Regions from separate parts of the Mus musculus genome. Here all the other regions are linked to region 1. The links are chromatin contacts, called in public Micro-C and promoter capture Hi-C maps. All regions are on one chromosome and are shown on one strand. The core of a region is the stretch at or near the end of the contact, and the rest is flanking DNA. Distances in the headings are between cores, read along the strand shown.

Region 1 (3,589 bases), core at 622-3,121:
ACAAAAGTGCTGAGCTTGAAGTCAACAGTGCACAGCTACTACCCACGACACACCAGTAGGGTCTCCTTCAGGCCTGGGGTACAGTTGTAAGTGACCGCTCCTTTCTGACTGCCCTAAAGCCTCCCTGCCTGGGTTCTGCCTGGTGTTGAAAAGCAGGCATACAGAGCTTAACTGCTTCTCCCCACTAGCTAGCTTCCTTTAGCAAACTCTGCTGGACTCTTAAGGGCTTGTATATAGAAAATGAAAACAAACTTTCCCAAATCGTGGCTGAGACTGAAGACTGCTCAAGGCAACCTACAGCAAGGTGGACAAGTGTCCCGGAATTATAAACCTTTGAGTGTCTCCTCCAAACCACAGCACAAGCACGGGGGGGGGGGGGGGGGAGCGAGGGGGGGGGGAGTATGTACACCTGACGCTACAGATCACTGCCAGGAAGAACTCACCCTTTGGTTCCCAGGCCCTGGTTAGAGACACCCAGGGATGCAAGCTTCTCTCACTTCTCACTACCCCTGCCCCACTTAACAACTGGGAGAAGAAAACACACCAGGAATAGGGAAAGGCATTTCCCCCCTAAGGTCTAGAGACCTTAAACAACCAGACCCTGGTCCTGGGGGCTGACGAGCTGGTCATTTGTAGTCAGAAATTCAGTAAATCGCTGAGATGAAACTATTCCTGGACACTCCTGACAGGTAACTATCAGGGAGCTTGCATCCAGGGACAGCTTTGCCGCTAGAAACTGACTTTAAGTTGTCCAGAATTTCGTGTGCGATCCCGGAGCACTCTTGCCAACGCCCAGGGTGAGAGTAGGCCCTTCCTGACACGTAGTGGAGCCCAGGACTCAGAGGGCAGTTCAACTTGCTTTGGTTTTCTGGGATGTTAGCAAAACACCGTGAAAGATTGATGCGGGCCCCCTGGGCGGAGGAGCCCCGATTAGAGGCGTGACACCAGCATCTGTGCTGGGAGGACCAGGCGTCCCTGAGGCACCCATAGCCCGGGGCAGCGCGACCCAGGCGGAGAGGGAGGTGGGAGGCAGGTGGCACCAGGGCGGAGGGATGGAGCTGGATGTAGGGGGGGGCTAAGGGTACCCCTAAACCCTGCCAAGAGGCTGCCACCTTGTGGGGCGAAGACCCCAATACTTATCAACCCTTTTGTGGCCCGGCCCTTTTGGCTAGCTTGGCCTGGCCAAACAGCCCGGGAAAGCGGCGCTTACTCACCCTCTAGCTGTGGCGGACAGTGGAAATAAAACATCGCCGACGGTCGGATGGGCCCTGATGGCTGGACCAGGGCTGGTAGCGGCCTGGCAGACTTGTGCCTGTGCGTGGCTCCGGCCTGGCTGCAAAGCAAACAGCAATAGAGCCTGAGTCTCCTGCCCGCACACCCCGAGGATCACAGGGAGTGCTCCTCCTACTAAGCCCTTCCCGAAGCCCTTGGTCCCCTGGGGCCACCGCGGGGATGGTGGGAGAAGTGGTTGCACCTCCCTTCCCAAGCCACGACCCTACGGTCAGCCTTCGGCATAGGTCCTGCTGCTGGACAACCGCGCCCTCACCAAGCTGGGCACAGTCTGGCTCCTGGTTCTCAGGGGTCCCAACCACAAGCCCTGCACTTGGCCACCGCAGCTGGGTCCGGCGATCGCGCAAGGCCATCTGCAAGCGCAGCAGCTCGGGCCAAAAGCCGGTGAAGTCCCAAGGCCCAGCGCAGGGAGCCGGGGGAGCAGCACGGGAACCCTGCCTACCTCTGCGGGAGGCGGGCGAGAAGGCCGGAGTGCGCTCGCCTCTAGTCCGCACGCGGGGCTCGGCTGGCGGCGGGCGGGGCTTGGCGCTGCTGGCGCCCGCAGGACCAGAGAAGTGACTGGGGAAGTGGCCAGATGTCTTGCTGTCTGTCTACAGCGCGCGCCGCCGCTCAGCACTCGCCTTTATAATCTCACGCATAATTGGCCTTAATCTGATTATTTCCAGCGCTGTCTACAGCGAGTAACTTGGATAGGTCTATTGGGCCTTACAAATGGCCCACGTGGTGTAAAAAAAAAAAAAAATCCGTCACTTCTCAGCAAACATCAGGAATGTTTTTCCCTTTTTTTCTTTTAAACGAAGATAAAAACAACAGCTACCAATATCATCCCCCACCCAAAAGAGATTATGTTTTAAACACTCACCCCAACCCCAGCCCTCTGGGCCCCCTCAGTCTCAACCCTTCTTTCTCTGAGTGAGATTGGATTTGGGCTCGCCCTTGTCAGAGGCCTGGAGACTCCAGGACTGCAAAATTACCAAAGCGCTGCTAATTGTCGCCGCCGGATGGGTTTTGGGGGTACTCTTTGCACACGGCTTCCCTTTCCAAGCGATCGTACAAAAGGAAAGTTTGATTTTGTTCTCAGCAAGGGGTCCCTGAATTTATGTTCGCTTCTCCCTGCAAATGATATGCAGTGGGACCCTTCGCAATTACTTTTAAAATGCATCCGAGGCAGACACTCAGCGGAGAGAGACCGCCCTTCTCTCTGCCTGGGTGAAAATTAAACTCTAAAGTACCGGGTTGAAATTTTCAAGTCAGGGGCGCGGGATTGGATCAAATCACATAAACTGCAAAAAAAGCAAGTCTAATGGCGCATAATTGGTTCTGTAATAGCATTACACCAGGATAATAGCCCGTTACGGCCCCCTGCACTATTAAGTGCTTCCCTGGCGGAAAGCCTTTATGATATTAAAGGGGGAATATAATGATATTTTGGTTATTAAATGCGTGTAATTAATTTATGCACCACTGAAAATAAAGTTGGTATTATGACCCACTCAAGATGCATCAGAAGATGCGAATCAGACAACTGTTGATAAGTTCTGGTGTCTGTGTTCCGTCTAGACTGCCGATTTTATTTTGGGACAATGGCTTCTTGGACAGACTACATAAATTGAATATTTTATAAACATTCTAATGCTGCGTTTGAGAGCCTTGGCGGAGTGGTGGGTCGGGTCCCTGCCCGGCCTGAGATCCACCCTTGATCTTAAAGACACAGAGCTTTGGAAACAAAAGGCCTGGCGGGCCCACTCGTGGACCAGCGACCGGGGCAAGTAGCGCGGAGCTGGAGAACTGAGTGCTGAGGCTCTGGCCGGCCAGTGGACACCCCTGGGAAAACAGCCAGGAAGAAACGCGGCACCGCTCCGGCGGACTCAAGGCTGGGCTGGGCCTCTTGCACTCAAGCGGCCCTTTCTAGGCTCAGCCGCTCCCGGCCGGAATCGGCCCTGCTGGGAGCAAGAAGAGGCTGGAAAATGACTGCTCGGCTCGGAGCGAACAGACCCGCCGCGCCAGCTCTCCTCCAGGGCCACAGACTCCCGCAAGACCAAGCGGCGGGCCCGAGTGGAGAACGTCGGCGAGCCAAGCCGCCCCGTGCGGTGGATGGCGCGACCACCCGGCCAGTACACAGCTTCGAGGCCCGGAGCAGACCCTTTCTCGGTCCCAGGCCACGACGAACTCGCGGGTCCGGCTTCCCTCCAGGTCCGGCTCAGGGAGCATCCCGCTCTCTGCAACTGGTTCCAGGAGCCGAGGGCCCTCTGAGCGCCGGAGTCTGCCGAAAGCCCTCTCCGATGCTCTCCTGCCCTGA
Region 2 (3,589 bases), core at 347-2,846, 1.6 Mb before region 1:
AGTGGCAATTTCTGGGAGGGACAGGAGTTGGTTAGTGTCCCTGGTGCAGAAATCTTCTATAGACTCTTTGGACAGGATCCTTCAGGCCGGCTGTGAGTAGCAAGGAAGCAAGAACCCTCGGCCCCTACTTGTATACCCAGTAAGCGCTGCAGCGAGCTGCACCGTGGCTGGTTAGACCCAACTAGTGTAGCTCGGGCTCCATCTTAAAGCCTGGACACCTGTGGCTGTAGAAGCAGAGCTTCCACAGGCCTGTGCAGCCCTGTCAGGGTGCTTAGCTCTTCCAGGATGGCTGTTTTCCCAAACTGGAGAGAATGCTTTGAGGACCTGCTGGGAAGGGGTGACTGGAGGAAATCTAGGACTTTCTGAGAAGATAGTGAAGCCATCCATAACTAGGAGAGAGACAAAGATGGTGTTGGTTCCCCATAACTGCATGGGAAGAGTGTAAACAACCCTAGGCAAGTTGGGGCTCCAGGGCTGCTGTCAACAAAGGAGTGTGACACTGGGACTTAGTTCTCTGAGATGGGGACTCAGAAGAAGCCCAGTCTCCTCTTACCCTGTGGCCCTGGGTACCTGGGGACTCCTTGATGGTGGACTGGGTCTGGTCAGATCTAGGTGGGGTAGCTTCCTGTCCTGTGTGTCTGGGGATGCTGGAGCAAAGCTAATAGGGATCCTAGACTTTCCATGGGATCAGGCAACCCAGAATCGGTAGAGCTTTTAGGAAGGGACACAGTGGGATCTAGGGAGGAAATATCAGAACTGCAGGGAATTACAGGAAAATAGTTGAGGCTCCAGTGAGGTCTCTCCCCACTGGGAGTCACTGTGCATGTCAGCTCTTTGCATCCCTGAGGTAGGCTGCGAAACCATCCTAGCGTGGGATTGGGTCAGAGGGCAAGGGTGGAAATGGTCCTGGAAGTGGATAGACTGACAGGTTATCAAGAATGTAGACCTTGAAGGACATGGCTGAGGGTGTGACTTTGGGACTATGAAGCTGGGCAGGTACTCCTTAAGGACCACACTGCAATTGTAAACCTCAAGAACTGGATCAAGCTTGGATTTCTCCCTGAGGTGAGTCTAGAGCTGAGAGCATGCTGTTGGATCCAGCAGGCCTGAAGACTCCCTAACAGGCAAGGCCTCTAGAGAGCAAGACCTGGGGAAAGGTCTCAAGAGGTGGGTGGGAGGCCCAAGAATTGTGAGAGGTGGGGCAGGAAGATAAAGGACATGGGGGGGGGGCGGGGCCACAGGGAATGTCAATGGATTCTGGTGTCAGAGCAAGGGATTGAAAATCTCTAAGGATGTGAATTTGGGACCTGGAGGATTTGCCGGAGCTAGCCACGCAAGGCAAGGTGGGGCACGGAGGGACTGGGGCAGGACGATGGCGCCCTTTAGGGGTGGGAGATTGGAACACAGCGGCCGGCTCTGTCGGGAAGGTTGCACAAAATGGATGAGCCCAGTGAGAAAACAGCCTTGCTGGGGGGGGGGGGGGCGGGGGGGAAGGGTCAGGAAGGGGGGATGGGCAGTCTTGGGGGCGGAGCCTAAGGGAATGACATGGGCGGAGCCGAGGCAGGGGGCGGGGCCGGGACGCTGAGCCGTGAAGAGGCGGGGCGCGCCTAGGTGAGTGAGTCGCCCCCCTCAAACCCCCAGCACCCCTGCTCCGGGTACCGGTGACAGCTTCCCCTTCTGGCCCTTGGCAGCGCAGGCTCCGCGGCCGGCTGCACCACGGCGGGGCTAGACCCAGTGCGGCTCCATCTTGGCGACGGGCACCTGTGGCGGCCGCAGGAGCAGCGCTTCCGCCGGCCTTTGCGGCCCTGGAGGCGACAGGGTGAGAGGCTGGCTCAACACGAGCCGTGGTGGGTGCTGGGGTGGTGTGGGCGGCGCCCCCCTTCCTGAACCCCCGAACCCCTTCCTCACCGCTGTCTGCGCCGCATTCCTCCGCACGGTTGCCTCCCCCTTGCCCTCTCCGGTTCTCTTTTCCACGTTCCCTTTGCCCAGTCTCCGGGTTTTGTTTTTGTTTTTCCTCTGCCCCGGACCGGAGCCCATCGGCCTCCACCCCGCCTTCCTTTGCTTCTTCCCTCCCGGGTTCTCCTCTCTTCCATCCGCATCCCCCACCCTGTCCTCTGTTGCCAGCGCCCCGCCCTCTTCTGCTCAGGAGCATCCCTACCAGCGAGCTCACTGCCCCATATCCTTTGAGTCTTTGTCCTGGAAAGGTCTGTAGCCTAGATCCGAGACTTGGGTTGTGTACTTCTCCCTAAGACCACTGTGGGCTTTGCTCTGGAGATTCGGGGAAGGGAGCCCTGGCCAGGGAGGCTGCGTGGTGTGTGGTGCGTTCAGGCCTTTGACCGCAGCAGGGGCGGCCTGTGTTTGGCATGCGGAGTGCTGCTGTGAATGAACGTTCTTTCCTGCAGGTTCACACTGTAAACCCGCCTGTGCCATGGCCACAGTGAGGCGTGTGTCCATGCTGGGGCACTGTGCTGGGGAGTGCAGGTACAATCTTAGTGGCCTCCTGCAGTTGCAGTTGACCCTGAGACACATTCAGCCCACTGTTAGCACCTGAGTGAGCAAACCCTCACAGGTTTCAGGCCCTGGGACTCTTAGGCGTTCTGGGACTCTTAGGGGTTTCTCTATGGTGAGCAGGGTGGCGTCTTGGAGCTTGTTTTCTCATGCATACCCCTTTCCTGGCATTTCTCTGCCTTTAGGTTCTATGCCATCTCGATAAGGTTAGAGGCTACGAGGGACTGATTTTATTCTTGGAGCTGCCCCACCCACCTTAAGGGATGTCTCTTGCTGCGTTCTCCATTCGGCTTGTGTTCCTGTTAGGCCGTTTATTTGCACGCTGGCATGATCAAACCACTAGTTGTAGGTGGCCACACCCCTCTCTACAAGGGATTTGAGGTATCTGTAGGGGCTATCCCTACCTGGGCCTTTCAACTTCCTTATGTTAACTCTGTGAGCAGTCCTGATTCTCCTCTCACACCCTGCTCCCTCCTTTGTCGACTTGCTTGCCTTTTTGTGGCTTTCTGGACACAGAGGTTGTCATCTAAGCGCCTGCTGCTTGCATGAATGACTTAGTGTGGTCTGAGATAGGCCCTTTAGAAGCCTTCCCCAGTCCACCCCTAAGGTATAGGCTTCTCAGCTGGGGAGAGAATCAGAATTTCTAACCAAGTGGAGCCCACGGACTCAGGCTTGGGCTAGTCTGGAAGTTTCTGAAAAACTGGGGGGAGGGGGGTGTTTCTTCAAAATGGCATTGATAGTTGCTGCATGTGAGGGTGGTTGACTCTAGTTGTTGACAGTAGAACCCGAGGACAGTGACCACACGATGTCATCCACAGCTGTCACAGCGTTTGCATTAGACGCGGTGGGAGAAAGGACATTAAGGTATTACTCAACACTAGTGCTCTTGGATACCTCTGTGTGTCTGCCTTTTGTGTGGGGCTAAAACGCCTTCCCAGGAGAGAGTGTGTGGGTATGTGCATGTGAGTAGGAGTGTTTGATCCTTTGCAACTGAAGCTGCAGAGAGCTGAGAGCCGACCAATGTGAGTGTGTGTGCGTGAGCCGTATGTGTCCCTAACCACTGAGCTCTCTCTCTCTCTAG
Region 3 (3,589 bases), core at 781-3,280, 1.3 Mb before region 1:
ATACGCTCACTTCTTGCAGTGGTGACCCCTGACGACCTTTCTGTTTGCACTTCAAGGTTCCAGGGGCAAGAGTTAATGGGCAACACAGGTCAAGTTCAAGCCTATAGGAACACAAAGCACCAATCACAGTACTTTCTGTTCCAAGCATTACAACACTACTCAATCTGGCCAGGGCGCTGGACGTACAGTATTACTCCATTTCATCTTTCTTCCACCCCAGAAAGGGGGATGCTGCTGTGTGCTGCCCATTTTATAAAGTACAAACAAGTCCACATAGTTTTAATGATTTAACTCAATAGTGCCAAATGTTCCTTAAGGGGCTTACTTTAATAAAGCTTCTCCAGAAACGAATGCCAGGCATTGACTAAAAGGTCCCAGGGAGGCCAGAGTTGGCCTAGAACCTAGGAACACATCCTGGTACGACGAAGGCTCTGTTCTTTGGAAAAGATGCCCCATTACCCATGTTCTGTCTGAATCGGAAGCCAAGATGGCGCCCAGTGAGCAGCAGGTGGGAAGCCCTGGGGCTGTACAGGTCAGCCTCGAAGATCGCCAAGGTTTGCGCCTATCGACCTTGGGAAAGAAGAGCGCAGACAGAAGGATTTTTCTCCTGGGGAACGGCCTCCTCCCAGACAGGACTGCAGGAGACCCCTGCCCACATTTTCTGGAAAGGCATTCTGAAACCATGAGCAGTCACCATGACAACCAGGGTCTTCTCACCACCTGCTTCCCAGACTTCACTTCCTCAGCACTCCCGCACTTAGCCCGGGCCTTGCAAGGGCTTCTCAGCCCAAAGTTAGTGGGCTGGGGCTCAGAGCCACCTTCCCTAAGAAGAGGGTGGGGAGAGCCTCTGTCAAATGGCCTCTGGCAAGTTCATCCCTAGGTGTGAAGAGAGTAAAGTGGGGCATGGACCAGGACCTGGGCAAGGTGCTTCTGGACCTTTTCTGAGACCTTTCTTCTGAAGTTTTCCGTCCTGAGGTCACAGGCTCTTAGTGCTCTGTGCTTTCTTGCTACCCAAATCAAGCTTCCTATCCGGGCTCCGTGCTTGGCACTTCCACTGGTGCTGCCTTGTGACTCGCTGAGCAATCCCTGTGACCCCCATACAGCAAGTGCCAGCACAACTTATGGCACGGATGGTCCTCAGTCCATGCCCATCTCCATTCTGTGCCTAAAGCCTTGAGTATATGCTGATAGTTGTCCAGCAGTTGTGCAAGCTCCCAGGGACAGGAGGTCTGCCACCAAGTACCACTTGTCCCAACTGCAAGCTCTGGCCTGGTTCAGGGAACTGAGTGGATTGTCAGTGGAAAGATGAATTAAAAGTCAGTACAAGAAAGGAAGGGAGAAGAAAGCTGCGAAGGAACAGAGAAAACAGATAGAGAACTGATGGATTAGGACTCCCGGTGCATCTTCTACTTACCCAGCCGGGCACGGAAGCTTCGGACGGTGTTGCCTCCTCCCGGTGGAGCACCTCTTCGGTTGTACTTCTCATAGAGCCTGAGCATGTGGATAGCGACCATGTCCTGGGCGCCTGGGCCCAGAGCGGCTGCTGCGTCCCCGGGTGACTGCTGGGAGTCCCTGTCCCCCTGCAGACCGGCAGCTGCCGAGGGCAATGAGGACCATGAGGGGCCCCTGTGGCCGCAGCCTGCGCCCCGCAGCAGCAGGAGCAGCGGCACCATGGGCAGCAGCTGGGACCCCAAGCTGATCCGAGCAGGACCTGGAGCCATGGCTGAGTAACGGTGGTGAAGGGTCTGAGCCCAGGAGAACAGACAAGGAGGGCTCAGTGTTGGCTGTGCACCTCGTCCGCGGCTGGAGTGTCCCTGTGGGACTCGGACAGCCCGGATGACCCCACTCGAGGTATCGGGATTGGCTCTCTGTAGCAGCGCTGTGCGCCGAGCATCCGCGCCGCCGGGCCAGCGACCACGGCTATCCTGAGCCGCGTGGAGCTCAGCCGAGCCCGCGCCGGCGCGCTCCCTTGACGGCCTCGCGCTGCAAACTTTGCAGCCCACGGAGCGGCGCCGGGACTGGCGAGTTCGAGGGGCGGGGCGGGGCGAGGTGGCCGATAGCGCCCTCGGGGGTGCGGGGGGCGGGGATCCTGCTGTGTCCCCACTCGCCGCCGCCAAGAGACGGTCTGTGGCCCCGGTGTGCTGTGCGTGCGTCCCGGTGTGCGGGCGTGCGCGCGCCGGGGTGTGCGCTCCCGAGTGTGGGGGCCGTGGGTGTGGGCGGGCGCGCTCCCCGCTCCCCCGCCGAGAGCCGGAGACTAGCCCCGCAGCCGGCTCCGGAGTGTCGCTGCCTGCAGCTGAGCCAGGGCGTCGCGGGGGCTGGGCGGGCTTTGGAGGGGGCCCGCCTGCGGGGTTGTCCCTGCAATGGCATGCTATGGCTATGTGGTTGGAAGATGACAGCTCCCCCATGAGGACCCAGAGGCCATGTGTGCCTAGTTGTCTCTGAGCTAGTGTGTGCTCAAAATGCAAAGGTGCAGTCTTGGGAACAGGAGCTCCGGCGATTTAACAACAGAAGGTGTGTGTGTGTGTGTGTGTGTGTGTGTGTGTGTGTGTGTGTGTTTCCAAAGCTCAACCAACCTAAATCGGTGGAAGCAAGATCTTGATCAAAACACAAAATTAGAATCATCAGGTTAACTTGACCCTTTCTTTGGCAACGGTGTTTCCACTTGTTGAAGACACACAGGAAAGGTCTGTAGAAAACATCGGACAGGATTGCTTAAAAAAGAAAAGGGCATGCTTTCAATTTACTTTGTAAAAAGTTTCAAAGCGTCAGGGAAGGAGGAGAAAAAGCCCACAGTTTTCTTGAAAAAGAGTTCCGAATGAAGTGCTGGTGTAGGGTGTCGCTGACCCCTGCTAGGGCAGCTTAGTCCCGGGGCAGAAGGGCAGCCCCAAAGGTGCTTCACTCTAGCAAACTTACCTCCCTATAGATAGAATTCGGGGTCCTGGTGGGGGAAGATCTGGTCATTTTTACCAACTTTAACTGAAACATAGTAATTTCTAATGTTATGTGAACAAGAAAGCAGTCATAGTGGCAAGTGCTGTGGCTTTTCACAGATAGACATTAGTTAGATATTTTCATTGGACCTGGGAAGGTTTTCCAGATTTCCCAAAGTAAATTTTTTGCTTAAACACTATTGAAATTACAACAAGTCTTGGGCCCTGCTAATTAAGGAATTAATGAAATAGAATATTTATTATTGTCATGCTGCAGAGGTGCTTTAAGATATTTTTATATATTAGAGTACTGTTGGTTTTCTCTGTTAACTTGGGAATTCCATTTTGTGCATTTAAAAACATTCTTTAGGAGAGGAGTCCACAGAATTTAGCAGGCTAGAAAGACGCCCAGGGACCTAAACGTGAAGGACTCTTTAGACTCTAGATGCTGTGACCTTTTAATACAGTTCTTCCTGTTTTGGTAAACCCCAACCATAAAATTATTTCTATTGCTACTTCTTAACTGTAATTTAATTGCTGTCTTGAATTGTAACATAAATATCTGTTTTCCATTCACATGGTTTTAGCAGACCCACCTGAAAATTTCATTAGACCCTCAAAATGGTTGCAACTCACAGGTTGAGAACCCCTGCATTAGA

What was found. Promoter capture Hi-C pulls out the DNA fragments that hold promoters and counts their contacts. Hi-C and Micro-C count contacts between places; a contact is called where the count stands out from the background.
Region 2: a contact with region 1 is called in a promoter capture Hi-C map of stem cell-derived epiblast-like cells, with 4 times the contacts expected there. The contact joins the promoter of Gprin2 here to the promoter of Prrxl1 in region 1. A contact is called at or near these places in 2 of 39 promoter capture datasets (hippocampal neurons and stem cell-derived epiblast-like cells).
Region 3: a contact with region 1 is called in a Micro-C map of embryonic stem cells, with 2.4 times the contacts expected there. The contact joins the promoter of Gdf10 here to the promoter of Prrxl1 in region 1. A contact is called at or near these places in 1 of 39 promoter capture datasets (embryonic stem cells) and 1 of 484 Hi-C or Micro-C datasets (embryonic stem cells).

What each region holds. Positions count from the first base shown.
Region 1 is chr14:32,597,690-32,601,278 of GRCm38.p6, reverse strand. It overlaps Prrxl1 (paired related homeobox protein-like 1), which reads right to left and starts at 1,871. Exons shown (of 7, transcript NM_001347590.1): 1 at 1,733-1,871; 2 at 1,215-1,333. The coding sequence starts at 1,248.
Region 2 is chr14:34,199,640-34,203,228 of GRCm38.p6, reverse strand. Gprin2 (G protein regulated inducer of neurite outgrowth 2) reads left to right here and starts at 1,596. Exons shown (of 2, transcript NM_183209.2): 1 at 1,596-1,819.
Region 3 is chr14:33,922,028-33,925,616 of GRCm38.p6, reverse strand. It overlaps Gdf10 (growth differentiation factor 10), which reads right to left and starts at 2,030. Exons shown (of 3, transcript NM_145741.3): 1 at 1,415-2,030. The coding sequence starts at 1,721. Gm30031 (a long non-coding RNA gene) reads left to right here and starts at 2,518. Exons shown (of 4, transcript XR_001781214.1): 1 at 2,518-3,589.